Linked DNA regions of Mus musculus: region 2 is linked to region 1. The links are chromatin contacts, called in public promoter capture Hi-C maps. All regions are on one chromosome and are shown on one strand. The core of a region is the stretch at or near the end of the contact, and the rest is flanking DNA. Distances in the headings are between cores, read along the strand shown. Region 1 overlaps Nrxn2 (neurexin II). Region 2 overlaps Macrod1 (mono-ADP ribosylhydrolase 1).

Region 1 (4,462 bases), core at 865-3,364:
TCTCTCATGACAAGGCATCACCTTCCTCAGGGTCCTGCTGCTGGGTCCCTCTCCTAACAGGATCCCAAAAGTGGCCCCTGTGATGGCCTATCTCACTGTTTATGGCCAGAGTCCCCAGAGCCTGCCGTGACCCGTCTTTTGGCTGGAACAGGAGTCAGCACGAGCTGAGTGCTGAGAGGAAGAAGGAAGGAACTGAAAGGAACTCTGACCCCTGCTCCAGAGTCGCTCCCCAGTATGGAATAGGAGCCACCTGACTCATTCCTTGACAGAAGAAAAGGTAAACAAGATGTGGGCATGGCACTGTTATTCAGCATTGAGAGGAAGGGAGTTCTGACTCACACTACAACACAGATGAACCTTGAAAGACACTCTACTCACTGAAACAGCCAGGCATAAGAAGACAAATATAGGGGCTGGAGAGATGGCTCGGCAGTTAAAAGAACTGGCTCCTCTTCCAGGGGACTTCTGTCAATTCCTAGCACCCACATGACAGCTCACAATTGTCTGTAACTCCAGGTTCAGGGGATCCGACACCCTAAGATATATGTGCAGGCAAAATACCAATGCATGCAAAGTAAAACAAATAAGTCATTAAAATAAAGAAGTCAAATATACAGATAGGATATAGTGGCGCATGCCTGTTACCCTAATCCTCTGGAAGGCCAAGACAACAGGATCTCCACTCCAAAGTTATTCCAAAGTTAGACTGGACTATGTGTGAGACTCTGTGTTGAGTGGAAAGAAGAAAGGGAGGGGGAGGGAGAGGGGAGGGAGGAAAAGGAGAAGCTGGGGAGATGGTTCGTGGTTAATATGTTTGCTGCTTAAGTATGAAGCTCAGAGTTCAAATCCCCAGAAACCACAGAAATGCCAGGTGGGTGTGCTGGCCCACCTATAATATCAACCTTAGAAGGCAGAGACAAGAGATCCCCTAGGGGAGAGAATGGAGGAAGGTTTTTCGGAGGGGAAACCAGGAAAAGGTTTAACATTTGAAATGTAAATAAATATCTAATAAAAAAATGTTTAAATGTTTAACAGGAAAAGAGAGAGAGAGATCCCCTAGCAAGCTGGCTGGCCAAATCTGTGAGCTCTGGGTTTGATTGAGAGACCTTACTTCAGTGAACGGAGTGGCTGGTTTCTGCCATCAGCCTTGGATCTGCACATGCATGTGTGCACCCACATATGTGTGCCTCCACACACACGCAAGCATGTACGCGAACACATGAAGTAGTACTGTGTGTCGTCACTCATCTAAAGTCCCAGAGTAGTTCAAACAGAGATGGTGGCCAGAGGCTGGGGACAGGGAGAGGAGAGCTTATGTTTAACAGAGACTTCAGTGTGGGAAGATGGGGAAACTGCACCTGGACGTTGGTGAGGGCTGTGCAGAGACTTGAGTGTAGTCAGAGCCCTAATCATGAGTAATGACGAAGACTAGAAATGTGTGTGACGTGCGATTTGCCACAGTTTCAAAAAGAAACAAAAGCAAGGCAATGTGGGAGGACCCCAGAGTCAGGCCAGTGTGCAAGGTGCTGGCTATGCAAGGTAGAGAACCCAAGCTGTATCCCCTGAACCCACAGAAAAGAAGACGTGCAGCGTGGGGCCAAGACCCCAGTCTCCCTATGGTCAGATGAGAGATGGAGACAGGCAATCGCCAAGAAGCCAGCTAGCCCAGGCTACAGAGGGAAGCAGCAGAAACAAGAAAGATCCTTTCTCAAAAAGTGGAAGGCCAGAACCAGCTCCCAGAATGCCCTCGGACCTCCACACATATGCCTGGCACAAGAGCAACATATAAAACACAACTGAAAAATTACAAAAACAGGAAGAAGGAATCTGGGGTGGGGCTCAGCAGGAGCAGGCTTCAGTTGTCAGCACTGGGGTGTGGGGATGCAGGAAAAACAAGGGAAGGTTGAAACAGCTACCCCAAGTTCCTGGATGGGTCGCTGACCACCTGTGAGGAACCCTAGAGACTGTCAGCAAAGACCCACAGTGCTGTCACGAGGCAGAGCCAAGAGCTAAAGTCCTTTCTCATGGTTTTCTCTGGCTCTCTGGGCAGTGGGGGGAAGGGAGAGCGGTGGGGGTAGGGGGAGGAAATGATGGCATGGCCTCACTTCTGGGTGCCTGGCAGTCCCCTCCTCCCAGGCAGTGAGCAGAGGAGGTCACTGCTGACTCGCAGGCCAGCAGTGGTGATGGCTGCTGGAATGAGAAAATTTAGTTGACGTTGATAAGCACTTAAATTGGATAATGTGTCAGGCCTCATTTGTATCAATTCTCTTTCTTGGGTTCAACAAGATGGAGGCAAGCACACAGGAATTAGCAGGCGGAAAACAAGAGCCTGAGAGCGGGAGGCCGAAAGGGAAGGAGGAGGAGGCAGTGGCCAGAGCAACAGAAGTTCTAAAAAGTCGCGCATAGCCACTCTGAATTCATCCGATGTCAGCCGACCCTGGGAGCTACACAGGGTGAGGACTGGCTAGTTACAGCCCGCCAGCTGTTCTCTCGATTTGGAACCCTCATGGCCAGGCAGGTGGTGACCTATTCACTGCATCTGTGGTGGCCAGAACGAGGTGGGCGGTCTGTCAGTCCACAGCTAGCGCTCAGAAAACCAGGCAGCTTCTGTGTACTCTGGCTCCGCATTCAGCCAACAAACGTGGATGGAGATACTTAAGGAACGAACTGTCTGTACTAAACACATACAGATACTGCTGGTCCTTATTCACCAACCAATTTAATAGCGACCACCATAAAACTACAATGTAACTATTATATAGCCTTATGTTTCTCTCTCTCTTTCTCTTTCTCTCTCTCTCTCTCTCTCTCTCTCTCTCTCTCTCTCTCTCTCTCTCTCTCTCTCTCTCTCTCGCCAAAGCTAGCCTCAAATCCTGTATGTACCCGGATGTGACCTTGAACTCTTGATCTTCCTGCCTCTACCTCCCTAGTACTGGGATTACAGGAGAGCCCCACCTTGCCTGGAGCCTAGGCATTGTGCTAGCCCCAGTCCCAGCATCTACGTTCCATTAGGCATTTTGAGGACCCTAGGGATAACAAGTTATCCAGGAGGATGTGTACAGGTGATACACAACACGGCACCGTCTTTTATGAGGAACTTGAGCACCGTGGGTTTTGGTGTCTTTGGGGGTCCTAGGAGCAGTCCTTCCAGACAGTGAGGGATAGCTGCTTCCTGTTAAGTGAAAGAAACATGACTCTGGATAGAAGGGATCGGTGGCTGGAGAACCACTTTGCTTTGTTTTGAGACGATGTCTCCTCACTATGCCGCCCCAGCTGGTCTGGACCTCACTGCATAGTCCAAAATGCCCTCAGATTTATGGTGCTCCTCCTGCCTTTGCCTCCCGGATGCTGGGATTGCAGGCATGAGCCACCGCTCCTGGCTTTGCGACATCTCTACATTAGGTGTGATGTCAGTGTTTCTAGTCTTGCTCTCTCCCATCCACAGTGACCTTGCGTGACTGTTCCTGTCACAAATAAGGAGGAGTAGAGTATGAATCCAGGTCCCTGCGCCTTCTGCCAGCTCTCCAAGCTCCATGACAGAGGGGCCAAGGGAAAACTGGGAGAGGAGACTAGGAGCAGGGGGTGAAAGCTCTAGAGGGTGGGCAGGCAGAAAAGAGTGGCCAGGGGAAGGGAAGGTCCAGAGGCCTCCTGACCTTTGCGCCCGTCCCTCTGGAAGTCCACGTGGCACCATTCACCATCATTGACCTTGCGGCTAGACGCCCGCAGCTTGATGCCCCCGGAGCCCATGTCCAGCAGAAGGTAGAGGTAGCCATCCAACAGCTCCATGGCAAAGTAGTCGGCCCTCTGGGTAGAACTGTGACTGCCTACCCCGGCCCCAGCCCGCCGGCCCTGGCTGAAGAGCAACAACCCATTGGGCTCAGTGGTTCTGAAGTCCAGGGAGATGGAACCAGTGCGCTTGGCGCTCCAGCGGGGCAGTGCGACAAAGGCCTCAGGACTCTCAAAGGTCACAGGGTCCAAGGCAGCCACATCCTCACAACGGAAAGACAAATCCCCCTGCAGCTTCATCTTCGGGTCCCCTTCCTTAGCCAGTCGGGACAGCTCCAGCTTGAAGTCATTATTCTTGTAGACCACCTGTATGGAGGAGAGGGGTCTGGGTAAGGAAGCGGAAGCAGCCTTGGGTCTGACTACCAAGGGTCTCCCTCCCTGGCTACCATGGTCCATCGACACCCACCCATCCCAGCAGTCCCAAGCTCAGCACCATCAGCCCATAGGGCTCAGGCCTCTGTTCTCAAGCTATACAGTCCCCTCGCTGCCTCTCTCCGGTCTTCCAGCCCCACACTGGCCAGGAAGCTCCTTCTGTGGGCTCCTGGGTCCAGCTCAACTGTCATTCACAATGACAAAAAGGCGGGCCACTGTTGCTACCGTCACTATTTCCTGAGTCTGAGTCTCAGGAAGCTTAGGATAGCTTCAAACTCACTGAATAGCTAAGGACGACCTTGAG
Region 2 (4,462 bases), core at 1,137-3,636, 660 kb before region 1:
TCCTGCTTTCCTATGTGTGTGCTTTTAGCCAGAGGTTTGCACAACTTTTACGAGTGGGCTGGCGGTGAACTCATCCCGTTACAATGCTCTCAGGGACCCTGACGACTAATTTAATTTAAAACAGCCTTGCAATAAAAGCTCAGGACGGAAAACCGCCGAGTCTTGGGGGTTATTTAACAAATTGCCTCACAGATAAATACATTAAAATGATTCTCAAACCGGAGTCGTACGAAGTTGAAGTAAAATTAAGAAAGTCGAATCAAAATGTAAATTAATGGCGTAGAGATGCGTTTGAGTTGGCAGGCTCTACTCTGGGGGATGTGGGCGATTCTTCTGCCTTCTGTTCAGGTGCCATGTCCCCACCAGACTGTGCCAGAGGCCCCTTTAGTACAGGTAGCTGGAAACTAGAGAATGTGGCTGGCTGCCCAGCCAAACCTAGCATCGGCCTCTCCCACCCTTCGACATACCATCCTCAGGCAGGCTTGGAAGGTATAAACTAGGAGGAGCTGCAGCAACTTTCCTTATTGGGGGTGCAAACCATGAAGGGGAGTGGGCACAATGAAAGCTGGCACAAAACAGCCTGCTGTAAGCATGGGGTCCTGGGATGACTATTTCCCGCAGAAAAAATCATTAATCCCCATAAAGCTGCCAGACTCAGCGCTCCCATCTTATTGACAAGCAGACTGAGACCAAGGAGGCCCAGCAGCCCTCACTGGGCTCGATGCACTCAGGGTTCTTTGTTTCTGCGTTTCTCTGGCCTCAGCCCTCCTGTCTCTTCAAGCAGACTGCCTAGAGAGTAAACTCAGACCTGCTGCTCCAATCGCGCCAATCATAAGCCTGTGCCTCCAGCAACATTCCTACCTTAGCCAGGGCAGCCTTGGAGGCTCTCTGAAGTGATGGGCATCTGTGTTTCCCTGCCCCTTCCCCAAGTTAGAGAAGCCCCGGGTGCCAACAGACAGCCCTGGGGAAGATTACCTGATCCTGTCTGGTCCGATGGTGTCCTTTGCTAATCGGGGAGAGGAAAGAAAAGCGGGAGTCTGCACAGGGTGGGTTGGGGACAGGAGCCTAGAATTATAGGTGGGGTGTGGTGACAGCTCCTACCTACCCTGGCCTTGGATAGGAGGGCGGGAGCAGGAAAATGTCGGGAAGGGATTGGGGTGGATGTGGCAGGTGATGGACATTTTCACCTGGAGGCCTAATCCCATGTGACACCTGAGACATCGCCATTCCTGGAGGGGGAGGTGCTGCTGAGCCTAGCCATGCACAGAGCTGTCAGCTGTCAGCACCCGGTAGGGGGTGGGGGCTCCTGGGACAGGAGATGGGCTCCCGAAGGCTCTTCTCCAGACTACCTGAATAAGCAGGTGGTTCAAGATAGACTGTAGAGGGACAGCCAGGCCACTCCTACGGGCTGGAGCCAGGATGAGGGTCTTGATGCCTATTCCCGAGGCCCTGCTGACCCGAAGATTGGGTAGGGTCAGGGAGTCCCAGCTGGGGAAGTGGAGGTCCTCTGAAGTGGGAGCCAGGTCACCCTTGCAGTGGCCTGACATCAGACACAGGGAGGACAGGTACACACTCAGCAGTGCATGGTGACACCTGGGTCTGGCTTAGGCAGTAGAGTCTCTAATGTGTCACGGGGAACCTCTAGCTGCTGGCTCGGCTGATGCAACAGGCATCTATTGACAGTCATTAAGTCTTTAGCAAATGATTGACAAGGAAATAACCTTGACGGGAATTTAGCTTGGGAGTCCAGTGCAGATCCAGTTTCGAAGGCTCCCCACACCCCATGGCCCAGCCCATCCTCGACAATCTACAGGCTTGCAGAGCAGCGGGCAGGTGAGCCCTGGGCAGGAGTGGCATGGTGAGAGGGGAAGGTAACACAGGGCTGTGTCCCTACATCCTCTCTTCCCCGTGGTGACTTGATGGGGGTGCTGTTATTGTGCCTCTGCCACGGATGCAGAGATTGGGTCTGGGACTCACATAGCTTTTAGGTGGCAGGAATTCCCATTCCTGTCCCAGTGTGACACCCTGTTGAACTGAGTCGTGTGTCTGAGATGCCAAACAAAGCCATGCTGTCTTCAGATCCAAATAAGGCAAGCAGGCCAGGCTTGGGGAGAAGGTCAGAGCCTGGGTCGGGGGTGTACCTGGGGCTCTCAAAACTACCAGGAGGGTTCAGAGCCACTGGCTTTCTGGCTTATTTTCTCTCTTTATAAAATGGAGCAGGCAGTGCCTCCCCATCAGGGGCTCTACGGGAGGCGTGCGCGGGAAGTGTTAGGAAAACTATAAAATGCCAAACAAACAGGAGGCTGGCAGAGCGCTTCCTCCCGCCTGGCAGGCAGGCTGGGGACTGGGAGGCCCTGTGAGAACCCCAGAGCAGGTCAGGTGGGGCCCCGCCTTGCCTGCTGGGCCAAGAGGAGGAGGAGAAGCCGGAGGGAGGAGTGTGCTGGGCACAGGAGGCATCCCAGCTGATCCCAGCAGATTTAACAGGACTTTGAAAAATAAAAAAGGTAAAACAGTCAAACCACTGCCCGCTCCTCCTGCTGCAATAAAAATGGATTTATTTGTTCGTGGAATGAAATTTAATAACTTTGGGGGGAGATGAGGCGTGAACAATAACAGTTTTTTTCCCCTCTTTCTCATTTTGGAGGGAGAAGGGAGGAAGAAGAGGGGATGAGGACCCCCGTTGAGATAGTTGGGGGAAGGGGGTGTGTGGGACTGAGCCCTCTAGAGATTGGCTAAGTAGACAAGGAGGGGCTGGCTCTGCTCCACGCTCCAGAGACTTCCACGGTTCAGGTTCACGGAGGGGCCGCGTGCTTCTCTTGTTTCCCTGTGCACCCGGCTGTGCGCCAGGCCTCTGCCCCCGCTGGGCCCTCCTCCTGCTGTGCCTTCCTCCCCTGTCAAAATTCCACTCATCCCTCAGAACTGTTTGTAGAAAGGCCTCCACCAAAGCTCCCATGCCCCTCCCCAACCCACTCCCAGTCCCTGGCAGCAGCCCCTCCCAGCTACAGCATGCCCCTAGACCTCTCTGAGAACCCACATCCCTTTCTACCCTCTGCAAAATTGTGTGTGGTGCTTGGCTCCCAGATTTCAGCCTGTGGCCCTCACCTCTGGGCCCTGGCCCAGAGCAGTAATGTTTGTTGAATGAATAAGTGTAAGTCAGAGACTTGGTGTCTGTCAATTATCCTCTAACCCAGGGGCTGTCTGAGCAGAAGCCAAGAAGCCAAGCTCCCTACATGGCCACTGCTCTTAACTGAGCCGGTACCAGACCTGGAGGACTGCTGGAGGAAGGGTAGGGGGCCTCAGTGCTCCACCCCAGAAACCCACTGCTTTCTATGAGGTGTTTCATCTCTTCAGGCTATGCTTTCCACAAAGCAGGTCCCAGAGTCACCGAGCCTGGTAGTTATGGGGGTTCTCTGTCAAGCAGGAGGTCCCAGAGTCTGGTGAAGCCAGCGATTGCAATGCCTCATCCTCTCTTGGACTACGGAACACAAGAATCGGACCACGAAGGAAGGGGCTGTGAACTGAGTCACCCGGGCCAGGCTGTGGGCAGGGACTGGCCGTGCCAAGAGGTTGGAAGCCTCTCTAGGTTGGTCTTATGGTGATTCCAGGTCTGGCTCCCACAGCCTGGAGAGGCCTCAGCTGTGCAGGGGGGACAGGCAGCCTGGGAGCTGCTGGGCAGGTCGATAGCAAAACAAACGCACTATTGACCGCAGCCGCTCACTAAATCCTCCCGGCAGACAAGCTGATGTGAGCCCAAATAGAATGGACTCAGAACTCAAGTCGCCCCTCCCTGCCCCACCCCCAGCTCCAGGGGAGGGGCGAGGCGAGCTGCAGCTGGGCCGAAAGCGGGGCTGGGACCAACTCTGTTCCAGTCTCAGTGCACAGGCTTGGAGTCAGGCGGCCCTGAGCGGGGCCAGGAGAGGCCATGGATGCCCGAAGGCAGGAATCCCAGCAGCTAAAATTAGGTCCAGCTGATCTGTTTTTTTTTTTTTTTTTTTTTAATAATTACATAACATTTGCTAAATAGCAAAGAATACATATGCTGTCTCTCGGTTATGAAGCATAATAATGAACCAAATGCCTATGACCCCTGTATGCAAATGAAGCCCAGTGTAGGTCATTGGTCTCCAGTGCTCTGGGGCAGAGATAATGAGGCACCCTGCACCTGGTGCCCTGGATTCTCTGTCAGCCTCAGCCTAGATCTGCAAAGATTAGCTAGGAATACTCTCAGAATTGGGGAGTGCGCACCTTGGCTTGGGCTGTGGCTTCTCATGTATGACCCAGAGGTTCCCTAACCTGGGGACCTGGGGACCCGTGAACCCTGACACTTCCTTGCATGCTTGCGTATCTGGTGATGGTGTCATTTTCTAGGGAAAGGGTTGTGTTCCCACAGTGAGCTTTTCCAAGATAGACAAGTCAGTTCTGTGGCCCAGGAAAGGCCAAGACTCAACCACAAGGATCAGAA

What was found. Capture Hi-C pulls out chosen DNA fragments and counts their contacts.
Region 2: a contact with region 1 is called in a promoter capture Hi-C map of adipose tissue. A contact is called at or near these places in 3 of 39 promoter capture datasets (hippocampal neurons, pre-B cells and stem cell-derived epiblast-like cells), 1 of 130 datasets of targeted methods (pancreatic cancer cells) and 1 of 9 other capture datasets (adipose tissue).

The regions. Positions count from the first base shown.
Region 1 is chr19:6,472,948-6,477,409 of GRCm38.p6, reverse strand. It overlaps Nrxn2 (neurexin II), which reads right to left. Exons shown (of 23, transcript NM_001205234.2): 9 at 3,654-4,092. Among named protein-coding and RNA genes, the nearest start is that of Gm52381, 22 kb to the left of the region's middle.
Region 2 is chr19:7,134,110-7,138,571 of GRCm38.p6, reverse strand. The region is part of intron 3 of Macrod1 (mono-ADP ribosylhydrolase 1); the gene reads right to left. Gm38621 (a long non-coding RNA gene) reads right to left here. Exons shown (of 2, transcript XR_877703.3): 2 at 2,533-2,891. It also overlaps a transcript of Flrt1 not described here. Among named protein-coding and RNA genes, the nearest start is that of Gm38621, 13 kb to the right of the region's middle.